Regions from separate parts of the Oncorhynchus mykiss genome. Here region 2 is linked to region 1. Evidence: chromatin contacts called from public Hi-C data. All regions are on one chromosome and are shown on one strand. The core of a region is the stretch at or near the end of the contact, and the rest is flanking DNA. Distances in the headings are between cores, read along the strand shown. Region 1 holds the start of LOC110491480 (ATP-dependent RNA helicase DHX8). Region 2 holds the start of LOC110491482 (thyroid hormone receptor alpha-like).

Evidence for each region. Hi-C and Micro-C count contacts between places; a contact is called where the count stands out from the background.
Region 2: a Hi-C map of liver shows a contact between it and region 1, with 6 times the contacts expected there. The contact joins the promoter of LOC110491482 here to the promoter of LOC110491480 in region 1. A contact is called at or near these places in 2 of 3 Hi-C or Micro-C datasets (blood and liver).

What each region holds. Positions count from the first base shown.
Region 1 is chr16:17,688,888-17,696,012 of USDA_OmykA_1.1, forward strand. It overlaps LOC110491480 (ATP-dependent RNA helicase DHX8), which reads right to left and starts at 5,195. Exons shown (of 22, transcript XM_021564962.2): 1 at 5,003-5,195; 2 at 4,563-4,648; 3 at 3,136-3,208; 4 at 2,364-2,455; 5 at 2,137-2,240; 6 at 1,678-2,040; 7 at 1,403-1,547; 8 at 1,011-1,214; 9 at 826-913; 10 at 630-727; 11 at 369-516. The coding sequence starts at 5,153.
Region 2 is chr16:17,866,275-17,873,288 of USDA_OmykA_1.1, forward strand. LOC110491482 (thyroid hormone receptor alpha-like) reads right to left here and starts at 2,570. Exons shown (of 11, transcript XM_021564965.2): 1 at 1,980-2,570.

The DNA of each region.
Region 1 (7,125 bases), core at 3,945-6,444:
TTCCAACACAGGAAAGCTGCTTTTTAACATACTGGGAAGGAAAACTATTTCACTCATATTGTAAGTAATTCCAGGTCATATTTCATAGAAATCTGGAAACACTGGACATTCACTTTAACATCCATCCCTTCAGATGACCAGTCTAGGGCCCTGGCAGGTACCCTCCACCCTGGGTCATTTAGGACACAGCACACTACAGCAGGCCACTCTATCCGGCCTGTTAGGATGCTAAAGGAAAGCAGATAACCATCTCCAGCCCTGCTAACCCTGAGGGCTACTGCTGCTACACTGGAGGAAGCCTGACGTAGGCGGTCGTGGCTCAGACCGGGCTGGGTTTTGGATTACTGTATGCTTCCACACTGACTTACCGTCAGGCAGGGGGTCTACCCAGTGTTTGTTCAGGCCCATGGGGATGGAGTCCATCTCGGCCTCTCGCTGACACTGCTTCACTTCCCTCCTCTCCTTAGCCAAAGCACTCTGCATCATGGCTGCCTGGGACAGCGAGCCGTCTGGATTCTGACAAAGGGAAACAGAGCGGGCTGCATTGGTTCACACTACTAAAAAAGGAAGAAAACAGTCAAACAAAATTGCCTTGAAAGTAGGATGGTCAAGGCCACACGGGAACATACCTTGACAATCTTGACAGGGCTCATGTCCATACTCTGTTTAGTGTGTCCTCTCAGGAACGGAGGCTCCTCCTCCACCAGCTCAATCTCCAGGTCCTCGTCTGAAAGAAAGACACAAAGCTATTCAGAACCCAACGCACTGATGTGAATCTCAGCCGACACCGGTTTTCTATACACAATAACAAAAGACATGTTTTACCTTCTTCGTCATCTACTTTGGGGAGGATACCGGTCTCCTCATCAAAGTCAGGGAACTCCTCTTTAGAAAGAACATTAGCAGCAATCATCTGAGGGCAGATAATTTTAAAAAAAGAGCATGATTAGATCAAAATGACATTAAAACAACAGGCACGATGTCTTGATAAGCTACGCGTGTACACATACCTGTTTGATCTCCCACTTCTCGGGGTCCGATATCTTGGTCAGCCTCTTGCGCTCCAGTGTGTCGTCCTCCAACTCAGGGGCGTGGCCCAAGTTGAGGTTGGTTGGGCGGTCGGGGTTCCTCATGATTTTCTCCTCCTCACCATCAGGGCCCTGGTTCCTCCTCCGGTTGGGGTTCAGGTCCTCCCCTGTTTCCTGGTCTACATCCTGGAAACCAAGAGGGGAACAAGTGTTTCAATAATTCAGAAAGGTCTTTCATAGTCCTTTCCAAAAGTTTCAAATTCCTTTTTTTTTTTTGCCATCATGATTATCAGAGCTTGTTGAGAGACCACATTTGCTCCATATAGTATATCACACCCAAAGGACCGTAGGCCTTGACTTCATTCCCGCCTCACCTTCATACTGAGACTGGTCTTGGAGCCAGTGAAGGACAGCACCTTGATCTTGACCCTTTGACCTTTCTGGACCACATCAGCCACATTGGCAACGCGTCCCTCTCTGCGCAGCTCGGAGATGTGGACTAAGCCCTCCCAGCGTTTCCTACAATGCAAAACAAATAAGGCTTTCAACACTGGCCACTCAAAAGCAAACCAAGTTCAAACACAAACTAGATCCATTACTATTGAACTAATGACCTTCGACATAGCATTAACCCAACTGATTTACTGACCTCAGCCCTTCCAGTTGCACGAAGCAGCCAAACTGCATGATGCTGGTGATTTTGCCATTGAAGATGTCCCCTACAGTAGGCTCCTCTGGTGGAGGACGGTCCACGTGTTTGTCCTTCCACCGGTCCGAGCCTTCCTTTGTGTCCCTGTCTCGGTCTCTGTGGGGGCTGGGGGTACGGCTGCGCTCATTCCAGCGAGACGCACGTTTCTTACCACGGTCGCGGTCCCGCTCACGGTCTCTCTCTCTCTGACGGTCCCGGTCCCTAGAGCGAGACCTAGAGCGTGAGCGGGACCGAGAACGGTGACGCCGCCTCCTGTCCCGGTCTCGGCTCCGACTTCTGCTGTGCCTCCTCTTTTTGTCCGACCTGAGAAATACAAAACAGGTCACATAACCTATGTAACAACTGAGAAAAACGTTGCACTTGAAACCAATAAGAATTTTACTGGTGAAAGCCCTTTACCTGCTCTTGCTCTTTGAGTCTGATCTGCTCACACTGGGCATGAACATCTCCAACTCCTTCATGGCAGCGTCGGCGATCTTCACATCGTCTTCATCCAATATGGCCTTGGGGGAGGGGGTCCGAAACGGTAGGCCAAATGTCAGCAGATCAAAGTCAACCACAAAGTAAAGCCTATAATATACATTTCACCTGCAAATTAACCAGGTTATAACAACAACAAAATGTACCTTGGGAGCAGGATCGTCTGGCCTGCATAATGCAGGAAACAATTCCTTCAGCTTGTCCTTGTCACTCTTCTGCTTGACCACAGGTTCAAAGGCTAAAATCACAGAGTAAAGGGTCAGCAACTCAGCATATCATCAAGCCCACAACATTGTAACAATAGCACATGCACTGAGTGTACAACACATTAAGGACACCTGCCCTTTCCATGACATAGACTGATCAGGTGAAAGCTATGATCCCTTACTGATGTCACTTGTTAAATCCACTTCAATCAGTGTAGATGAAGGGGAGGAGAGGTTAAAGAAAGATTTTTAAGCCGTGAGACAATTGAGACATGGATTGTGTATGTGTGCAGTTCAGAGGGTGAATGGGCAAGACAAAATATTCAAGTGTATTTGAACAGGGTATGGTAGTAGGTGTGAGATGTACCAGTTTGTGTCAACTGCAACGCTGCTGGGTTTTTCACAAACAACAGTTTCCCGTGTGTATTAAGAATGGTCCATCACCCAAAGGTCATCCAGCCACTATGACAACTCTGGGAAGCATTGGAGTCAACATGGGCCAGCATCCCTGTGGAATGCTTGACACCTTGAAGACTCCACGCCCTGACTAATTGAGGCTGTTCTGAGGGCGAGGTGTAACTCAATATTAGGAAGGTGCTCTTAATGTTTTGTACACCGAGTACACATAGCCCAGCCCATACCTTCAAAAATGTGCGCTAAGTGAAAAGCACACATCACATCAGAGGATACAGGTGGAATACAGATCACATACCTTTGCTTGAAGATGCCTTTGGTGGAGGCCGCATCGTTTGAATAAGTCTGAGCAAATTGCCGACGAGTGAATCCTGAAAGATGGAAAATAAATGTTACGTCTACATATCAGTTCCATAAACATCCATTTAGGTCAGGGGTCTCCAACAGGTCGATCGCAAGCTACCAGTAGCTCACAGCCCAACTATGAGTGGCTCGCCAAACAATTCTGAAAGTAGAAGCAATTTTCACGTATTCCACCGCACAACTGTCATAAACAAATCTCACAAGTATCAGACCCCGTAAGCTCCCAGCAACTATCTAATCAACGCAACGTTGACATTATCCCAACCCTGGTTAGCCACTACTGGCTTAAAAAGCCAAATCTAACACAATATCTACCAATTAATATCCAGCAATATTGCCCGCGTCTGTCTGTGTGGTGCATGTGTTTGTCTATCACTCTGTGTGTAGCCAGTTGATGTGGGTTGACAGAAATAAACTGTTAACTGCAAAGTCGGCTTACCTGGCAGATGTACACTACAGTTCAAAAGTTTTCGGGTCACTTAGAAATGTCCTTGTTTTTGAAAGAAAAGCACGTTTTCTGTCCATTAAAATAACATCAAATTGTTCAGAAATACAGTGTAGACATTGTTAAAGTTGTAAATGACTATTGTAGCTGGATATTTTTTTATGGAATATCTACATAGGCATACAGAGGCCCATTATCGCAACCATCACCCCTGTGTTCCAATGGCAAAATGGTTTTCTAATGATCAATTAGCCTAACAACGTGCCATTGGAACACAGGAGTGATGTTTGCTGATAATGGGCCGCTGTACGCCTATTTAGATATTCCATTAAAAATCAGCTGTTTCCAGCTACAATAGTCATTTATAACATTAACAATGTCTACACTGAATTTCTGATCAATTTGATGTTATTTCAAATGGACACCATTTTTTTTGTGCTTTTCTTTCAAAAACAAGGACATTTCTAAGGGATCCCAAACTTTTGAACGGTAGTGTATATAATTTGTATAGCAGAAGTATATCATGAGTAAGCATATTGTTTTATATATATTTCTTGTTATTTGCAAACTTTGCCATGAAATGAGCAGCAGCTGTACAGAACCATCACTAGACCGGCACAGATGGCACATTCCTTACTTGCTAGATGCGCAATTAAAGGGCCAGATGCTCAATTAAAGTGGAATTACACACAATAATCAGACCTAAAACAATATTTAAGCATTGACATGGACTCAGAACATTCAATTTTCTTGATTCTCAATTGTACTTTTCAGATGTAAAAAAAAATATATATGTAACAGATTTTATAGACCCCCCCCTCCTCCTCCTAGAGTTGATAACAGTGCACTACTTTCTCTTTTACACTAAGGATCAGGGGAGAGAAGAACGTGTCGATTTGAAAGCTGGAGAAACTTACTGTGAATTCTGCTCCATTTTTCAGCAGAAGTGATTTGAAGCCATCAAATGTTGGTTGCTTTTCAGCAAGGCTGATGACAAACTCAGCTGTAAAACAGCAAAGAAAATAACCACATTAACCACGTTAACTAGTCCTAAACATTTCGAGTGTAGCTTTGATTTGCTCGCTAAAATGGCTACTATAGCATGTCAGCTAGCGGCAGCGAGAAAGTTCGCATCGTTGTTAGTAACGTTATTAGCTGACTAAACTCAACTACACGGTTTACTAGTTAGTTACCTAACTTAGCTACGCTAATGAAATCATTAGCCAGTTTAATAGCTAGCTGGTTTACCCGAGAAGATGATCTCGAGTTGCTGCTAGCTAACGCGTCGCTAGCTGTTAGCCATTGTATTGCCAACTAACAAATATTATATTGAAAGTTCACTTTCAGTTTTACATACCTAGATCTTTATCACTTATCCCCAAATGGTTGTCGAGTTCTGTGCACACTTTGGATACCAACGAGAGGTATTCCAGTTGTTCTAGCTCGTTATCGCCGATGTGTGACATTATCCAAGAGACTGTTTTGTGTTCAGAAGAAAACAGCAGCATTCATTTTTTTTTTGGTAAGTGTCTCGTCAGCGACACTAAAAAAGTACTTCCGGGTAACTGAAGTTTGTAAACGTGTCAAATAAGAGTCCCCACGTAATAGTATAGCAGTGTCAATAACCTGTATTTATTCATGAAATATGAAAAATACTTCTCTGAACATGAACAATTATTCATATTTGCTCATTTTTAAGTGACATTTGATTTAAATGTGTTTTAAAACATGTCCCATGGTCAAATAAATGCCTCCAATGCAAATAACTGTGCATGAAATATAATAATATATTATATTCCCTACAAAACTTTTGCATAGCCACCTAGAATAGTTTTTGCTCTATTAGGCAACATGTTTTCCATGATTTGGTGGAGTAAAAAGCCAGCAAAACTCCATTCAATGACCCATGAAATGACACCATATATGGATTCTACTGACCCTACTGAGTATTCTACAATACTTTTCCTGCGGCACCTATAATCGTTTTTAAAATTATTATAAGCCCATATGTAATGCATATACAATGATTTGCATTGTACCACATTGTCCAGGCACCCCACTGTAAGCTGTTAGACCACAGTAAAAGTCCTGCAACACTTCCTATGACATAACTTTTTGTTCAAACTCTTGTATTCTAGGGACTTTAGAGAGTAGACTGGACCCTGGTTTTATGGACAAAAAATATATTGTTTTTCCTGTACAGTGCAAGTTGTTTGTGCAATACAACCAAAATACAATTCTCTTTAGTTTAAATTTTCCCCCCATGTAGTTATAATTTCTTTAACATAATTTTAACATTATGCTCTGTGCAAAGCTGCAAAAAAATATTGATATTGTATCACATGCATAGCGTTTTACCGTGGACTTTTATTTTGAAGGCAAAATCTGATAACCAGTCTTAGTGTGGATAGCTGGTGCTGCTGCCATGCCGCTATTACTTTTTTTGATGATGGAGAATGACACCATTTCCGATTCTGCCGGAAATTACTATGTGTGGTGTAGTTCTTCAATTTTGTCGCCTGGTGGTGCTAAAACCATTCCCGAGCTGGACGCTCGTGGAGCATTTAAGCCCTGAACAGCGCCTGACAGGTGACAGTGTCTCCAAGGCTGCGTGCCGCCCTCAAGACCAGAACCAATCGAATGAAGGGACGACGAGCCATGTTCAAACATATCCAGAAAGCTGAAGCATAGAGTAAAACATGTAATGTAGCCAGCATCTTTCAAAATTAAGTCAACTTTATACTGATATTACACTGATTGTTTGTTAGCTAGAAGCTCACTTGGCTAGCTAGTCTTGTGAGCTAGCAGTTAGCTAGGTAGTCGTGTTAGTTAGCTACTGTAGCTAGCTAGTTATTTTTTGCTGGTTGTGAGCTTGCATAACTGATATGTGCATAATTATAATGGGCACTTCCTGTTTTATGGGTAATATTTACATGTACAGAACTCCATTCCTGGCAGGCTGATTAGATTAGCTTTCAGCCTCAGAGCTTGAGCAGCTCAATAGCAGCTTTAGAGGCTGATGAAGTCACAATGCTGCCTTGTAGGCTGTTTCATGGGAAAAGCTCCTTGCAGGCATATTAGCCGTTAAAAGTACCTTATAGGCTGATGCCTATGATCCAGTGGGTAAGCTCTATTCCTGCCAGGCTGATCAGATGCAATAGCAGCCTCAGTGACTCATAAATTAGGATGCTGCCTTGTTGGCTGTTTCATGAGCACATTTTTTTTTTATCATTCTGAATGGGGTCAACACTGCTACATGACCTTAATTGTAGTCATTCTTCAAATCGGTGATAGGATGTACTACTTCAAATCAAATTTTATTTGTCACATACACATGGTTAGCAGATGTTATTGCGAGTGTAACGAAATGCAGGTGCTTCTAGTTCCAACAGTGCAGCAATATCAACAAGTAATCTAACAATTCCACAACAACTACCTAATACACACAAATCTAAGTAAAGGGATGGAATAAGATCTGCG
Region 2 (7,014 bases), core at 1,320-3,819, 170 kb after region 1:
ATTGGTCTGCCCTTAATGGAGATTGTGCGCGCCCGGTCGAGCGTGTGTAGCAAGCTAATTAGTTTAAATATCAAACAGTACTGCCACAGCAGCATAACATTTGATTAACACTTGATAACACTTGATTTACATCACCATCAATATTCGGCCTGGTTGGCTGATAGCACTTAATAATTTCCTTAGCTGCGGGAAAGTTGCTGGAGCTGCTGCAGCACCCCTGATATATGTAAATACATGTGCCAAAGTTATAGAATTACTGCTGTCTGTTCAGAAAGAAATGACATTTTCAGAATAGCCTACTGTACCCGAGTAGTCCTATAATGTAGCCACAGAGGATCAATAGCTTTTTATTTTTTATTGCCTAGATGTGGTTGGAAAGCAAAATGGCTCCTGCTGAAGAGAGAAGACTCTAATCTGTCTGCTTTAAGCTACCTTAATATTTAATCAACTTCCAAATAGGCCTATTGAGCAAACATTGTTTTAAGTAAAACAAGAGAGAAGTAGGCTTTGGCACGAGCGCATAGCGAGCTGTGCATTATTAGGCGAGTCAGTGAAACTGAAAAGCTTTTTTAGGACTATAATTTTCTTGTCATATTGTACAATATGTGTGTCTCCACACACACCTAGGCCCAGGCTATTGATGGATTCAAGACAAGGTTGTTTTTATTGATCTTAGATTCTCAGTTGGTCAGTGTCAAAGTAGCCTGTCATTTCCATCAGTTGTGCCGTATTACAAAAGTATCCAGTCCTGCACAATGATGTATAATTGCATGAAATGCGCTTATAAAAGGCCACATTTTTCCTGGACCCTAGGCTCCTAAAAATGGTCCCCATGTGGTCAAAAACAAAACCATCAGTGATTGGATCATTTCGAACCAATCAGAGTATCAAAGCCAATGACACATTTTCAAAACGCCGCTTTACCCATGTGTGTTCTGGGTCTGGCCCAACCCATCCGTTTCTGGGACCAATCAGACGGTCTAGAATGGATTTGCTCGAGGGGGAGGGGGGGCATTCCTGCAGAGCCAGGAATGACCAGATGCAGGAACGCCCCGAATTGCGGGCTGCAGTTGTACACTATTGACTGATTGAGGAGAAGAAACTTTAATGTCCATAGGCGTGGTGTTGCGTTTGGCCAGAGCATAGAGTTTGGATAGCCAGGCAACATTTAAATGGACATTACTGTATGACAGCACTAAGAAAACAGACACATTTATTATAATAGAATAGTAAGTAACGTTGTACCAAGCTATTGACATTACACAGGAATTTCCCAAACAAGACTAAATGATATGGCTGTGCGTAACTGCCATGTGTTCCATGATATTTCCCAGGTCCATATTGTTGGTATGCCCTATGACTGTCAATATTCCTGGAGCTATAGGCCTAGAATTATCCGTTTCATTCTGCGGTATCATAGCAAATGTGATGTGTAATTTGTACTGTAACCCTTAGAAGTTGGCAGTTAGCCAAACTATTTGCTGCAACTGTGCTACAAACATACCTGCACCAGATTTGAACAATATGACACTTACATGCTAAAATAATATTTGAACCTCCTACACACAAAGCCACACAACCTGCACAATAATAGACAGGTGCGTGTGTGTGTGTGTGTGTGTGTGTGTGTGTGTGTGTGTGTGTGTGTGTGTGTAGTATCATAAATTAATAAATACAAGTTAGGCCCCTCAGTTGATTATGTGAACACATTGCACACGGACTATCTGCATCGACAACTACATCAGACAATAAATTAAATAAACACTACAACAACAGTACAACAGTAATTGCGGCGAATTATATTTTAGCACGCAAACTGTAGGAGGCCAAGGTGAAGCTATACTGTAGCCTACATAACGCTGCTGATCTGTCAAACCATGCAGCTACTAGGGCTAGCTTGGACAGAAAAATACGCACAAATGCGACATACACGGTGGGTAGAACACGTTTGAAAGTAAATATGTGCCAATGAGACTCACCGTCAGGTTCTTCTACTGTTTTGGACGGGAATACGGTTGTTTTGAGACTGAAACGAGGATGAAAAAGTCAAAGCCTCTCCGTATAAAGCGCAAGTGGAGTGGTAGGGTATGCAACTGCACAGTACCGGGCTTTTCTATTTAAAAAAATTCCTCTGCAAAGCGCCGCTTGCCGTCAAAACGTCTCGTGCGGTTCCTAATTTGCACTTAAACAAAGTCACAAGGTGCTCTTTATTTGGGATTTCCCATGAGGTGTGTGTAAAAAGGTGCTCCAGTAACGTTTCGGTAGGCTGCCACGACAGGGAAATGGAATCAAGAGATATACTATTGCTCCTCCCTCCGCATATGTACAGTATGGGGCGCACACTGCTCTGGGCCAATGCAATGCTCTGGGCCCGCATAAAACAATTTAATAAAACTAGCTATCTACCGCTCTCTACAGGACTACCACTCTCTACAGGACTAACACTGTAAAGTACAAACACATCTACCTCTGATTCTAAAAACGTCTTTAAAAGTAGCAATATTCGCTTTGAATGTGAGACCATGAGAATGAATGTAGCCTAGTGTGGAGATGTTGCGCATCCCCTGGCATTCACACTGATACAAGTCTGGCGTGGTGCGTTATTCTCGTCCTCATATAGGCTAGGTTCGCCGAGGACGCGGTCCAGCTCCTCCCTTCACAAAAAAGAATGAAAGACCTCAAGTACCTGACTTGCCTTACCCGATGGGAGATGAGGTTAGGTGAGGACCATGAATGAGCTTTTCTCAATAAGACAAAACCATTTTCAATCAAACTATTAAATACCCTAAAATAAATTACACCTATGAGATGAAAATATGAGGCTATTAATAAAATAAAACAATTCTTATCACATGCCATGCTTATTGTCTGCTTATAATGATACACCTTGAAGGTATTCTATAGTCTACAGCATATTTGTATGGACCCTGAAAACCTACGCATCTGACTGACAATATTTTGCACCGAACGCTGAGGGAGGACTTGGAGACAGGGCTCAACACTTGGGCAATGTTAAATACTCTACAGATAGCAGATGGGAAATTGTTATTAATAATGCGAGAAAGCCTGTCTGCAAAGCAGAAGTTTGGGTCGTATCCAAGAGCAATATGGGAGTGGATTGCATTTTCTGTCATATTGTATCAGTAGGAAGAGCTCCACATGTTACTGCCTAGAGACAACAAACTGGCTAGCTTATATAAGGATTTGATTTAATAACTTCCAAAATATGTATTTTACCATGACCCCAATGATGATGATTCCAAAACTGTCCATTGCTTTATATTAAGGTGACGTGCTAAAACATGACAACTTTTGCTTCCATTCGGCCTAAATAATCCCCCTCTTTTTCCCATTAAACAGAGCACTAAGATTTATATCATGGCTGACAGATATTTCCATCAATAGCATATGGATCCTTTTCTAGGTGGTAAGAGCTCATATATAAGAATTATGCTATTTCTGCTGTTAGAGAGAACTCACACATTAAATGGCACAGGGTTTGAGAAATCATGAGGCATGATGATATATGCTTCCAAGGCATCAACGATGATTCCGAAAAATTCTGTCTATTTCACCCATTTCCATCTCATCTAAGAGCTGCATGGACATGGCTGAGCAGAATGTATGCTTACTGGCTCGGTTCAGTCAAACCTCAGTCACATCATCTAATCTTCCAGACAAATATGTTTAGAGAAAAGCACACTATCAGGTGTATTAGGATATGTTTTCAGAACATTTAATGCTAGCACTTGTGACATGTACATTGGATGGAATCAACTATCGATTGAAATCCCCCGTGTGAGGGAATAGAGATGGATCCTTCGTTGCTAAACCCTTGTCAACATGGTGTGTGCCTGACTGATGTACAGCAGATGGGATCTGGGAGGTTTGATATGGGGAGTTGCTGTCTTTGATGGCAGCACCCTACACATTTCCGTTTGATCACACTGAGCAACAGTGTTTTCCCCCGGAACAAAGCAGCTAGTCCATCATAGGCTCATCTGACAGTCTGATCAAATTTATGTGTGTGTGTGTGTGTGTGTGTGTGTGTGTGTGTGTGTGTGTGTGTGCGTGCGTGCGCGTGCGTGCGTGTGTGTGTGTGTGCGTGCGTGCGCGTGTGTGTGCCTGTGCGCGTGTGTGTGTGTGTGTGTGTGTGTGTGTGCGTGCGTGTGCATGTGTGTGTGTGCGTGTGGGTGTCTGTAGGGGATTGAAGGGGCAGAGTGGAGGACTAGAGTGTCGAAAGGGCAATAGTAATTATTTTAGCTTCCATCGTGTGTTCAAATGACATGTAAACAAAGCAGTCAGTCCAATCACTGACTAGAGCACCCAACTGTTGTTCAATCCCTCTTGATATTGGTTGCTAGTCCCCCGCTTTAACCACTAGGCTACCCTGCCTAGTGGTTAAGCAAGCAAGCTGTATGTGAATGCAGGGCCTTTGATGGCGAACGTTCTCCAGCCTTTAGCATTTTTAAACTAAAAGGCATTGTTTCCAATGTATCTCACAGATTGCTGTGTGCAACAACAGTGGAACAGGAGGTTTGTTCCAGTTTGATCCCACAATCAGCTTTTTCATGTTGAAAGGCAGTGTTGAACGAAACCATCAGCCTTCCAATTTTACCTCTTCTTTGTCACAAAGAGGTTGACAGCTACTGGAGATGGTCTACGGTTGTCTAAGTTTGGCTAACTGCCATTAACTCTCAAAACATGGGGTTGATCATTCCACGCTCATCTGCAGAGAACTGATTTCCACGGTTGCACTACAAACAAGAAAAGAAAGTGCCAAAGATATAGAAACATCACTAGAATACCTAATCTTGGTACCCAGAACCAATTTTAAAAGTGCACGCTGACCAGCTACTCGATCTAACAGTAACAAGAGACTACTGGAGTATTACCATTTGAAGCCATCCTCCCAAATCATCCAGGGATGATGGTTTAGGCGGGATACAGTAGGTCAAGACTATAATTGGATCATGTGAGACATGCAAAGAAAGGAATGTCCACTTCCCGCCATCAAACCACACGCTACACAAGCATTTCGCTACACCCGCGATAACATCTGCTAAATATGTGTATGTGTAACAGTATGACTTTAGTCCGTCCCCTCGCCCATACCCGGGCTCGAACCAGGGACCCTCTGCACACATCAACAACTGACACCCACGAAGCATCGTCACCCATCGCTACACAAAAGCCACGGCCCTTGCAGAGCAGGGGGAACCACTACTTCAAGGTCTCAGAGCAAGTCATGTCACTGGTTGAAACGCTATTAGCGCGCACCACCGCTAACTAGCTAGCCATTTCACATCCGTTACATATGCAACCAATAAAATGTGATTTGTGTTAACCGTGACAAGCGCTATGTAAATACTTGACCTTAATGACAAGTCTACAGCTTGTAAACTCTAATCCAATAAATGAATGGGATAGTAAAACCCCTCTTAAAAGGAATCCAAAACACACATGTGCGCACGAACGTACAGTGCACACACTCACAGTCAGCTTTCAATTCCTATAATCCAATTACAAATATGCACTTTTGGATTATTTTTAATTATGTCACACGCACGCACGCACACAAACACACGCACATGTGCACGCGCACACGCACGCACACACACACACACACACACACACACACACACCTATCCTATCTAAGGTCTTCGAAAGCCAAGTCAACAAACAGGTCACTGACCATCTTGAATCCCACTGTACCTTCTCCGCTGTGCAATCTGGTTTCCGAGCCGGTCACGGGTGCACCTCAGCCACACTCAAGGTACTAAACGATATCATAACCGCCATTGATAAAAGACAGTACTGTGCAGCCGTCTTCATCGACCTTGCCAAGGCTTTCGACTCTGTCAATCACCATATTCTTATCGGCAGACTCAGTAGCCTCGGTTTTTCGGATGACTGCCTTGCCTGGTTCACCAATTACTTTGCAGACAGAGTTCAGTGTGTCAAATCGGAGGGCATGCTGTCCGGTCCTCTGGCAGTCTCTATGGGGGTGCCACAGGGTTCAATTCTCGGGCCGACTCTTTTCTCTGTATACATCAATGATGTTGCTCTTGCTGCGGGCGATTCCCTGATCCACCTCTACGCAGACGACACCATTTTATATACTTTCGGCCCGTCATTGGACACTGTGCTATCTAACCTCCAAACAAGCTTCAATGCCATACAACACTCCTTCCGTGGCCTCCGACTGCTCTTAAACGCTAGTAAAACCAAATGCATGCTTTTCAACCGATCGCTGCCTGCACCCGCATCCCCGCCTAGCATCACCACCCTGGATGGTTCCGACCTAGAATATGTGGACATCTATAAGTACCTAGGTGTCTGGCTAGACTGCAAACTCTCCTTCCAGACTCATATCAAACATCTCCAATCGAAAATCAAATCAAGAGTCGGCTTTCTATTCCGCAACAAAGCCTCCTTCACTCACGCCGCCAAGCTTACCCTAGTAAAACTGACTATCCTACCGATCCTCGACTTCGGCGATGTCATCTACAAAATGGCTTCCAACACTCTACTCAGCAAACTGGATGCAGTCTATCACAGTGCCATCCGTTTTGTCACTAAAGCACCTTATACCACCCACCACTGCGACTTGTATGCTCTAGTCGGCTGGCCCTCGCTACATATTCGTCGCCAGACCCACTGGCTCCAGGTCATCTACAAGTCCATGCTAGGTAAAGCTCCGCCTTATCTCAGCTCACTGGTCACGATGGCAACACCCACCCGTAGCACGCGCTCCAGCAGGTGTATCTCACTGATCATCCCTAAAGCCAACACCTCATTTGGCCGCCTCTCGTTCCAGTACTCTGCTGCCTGTGACTGGAACGAATTGCAAAAATCGCTGAAGTTGGAGACTTTTATCTCCCTCACCAACTTCAAACATCAGCTATCTGAGCAGCTAACCGATCGCTGCAGCTGTACATAGTCTATTGGTAAATAGCCCACCCATTTTCACCTACCTCATCCCATACTGTTTTTATTTATTTATTTTTCTGC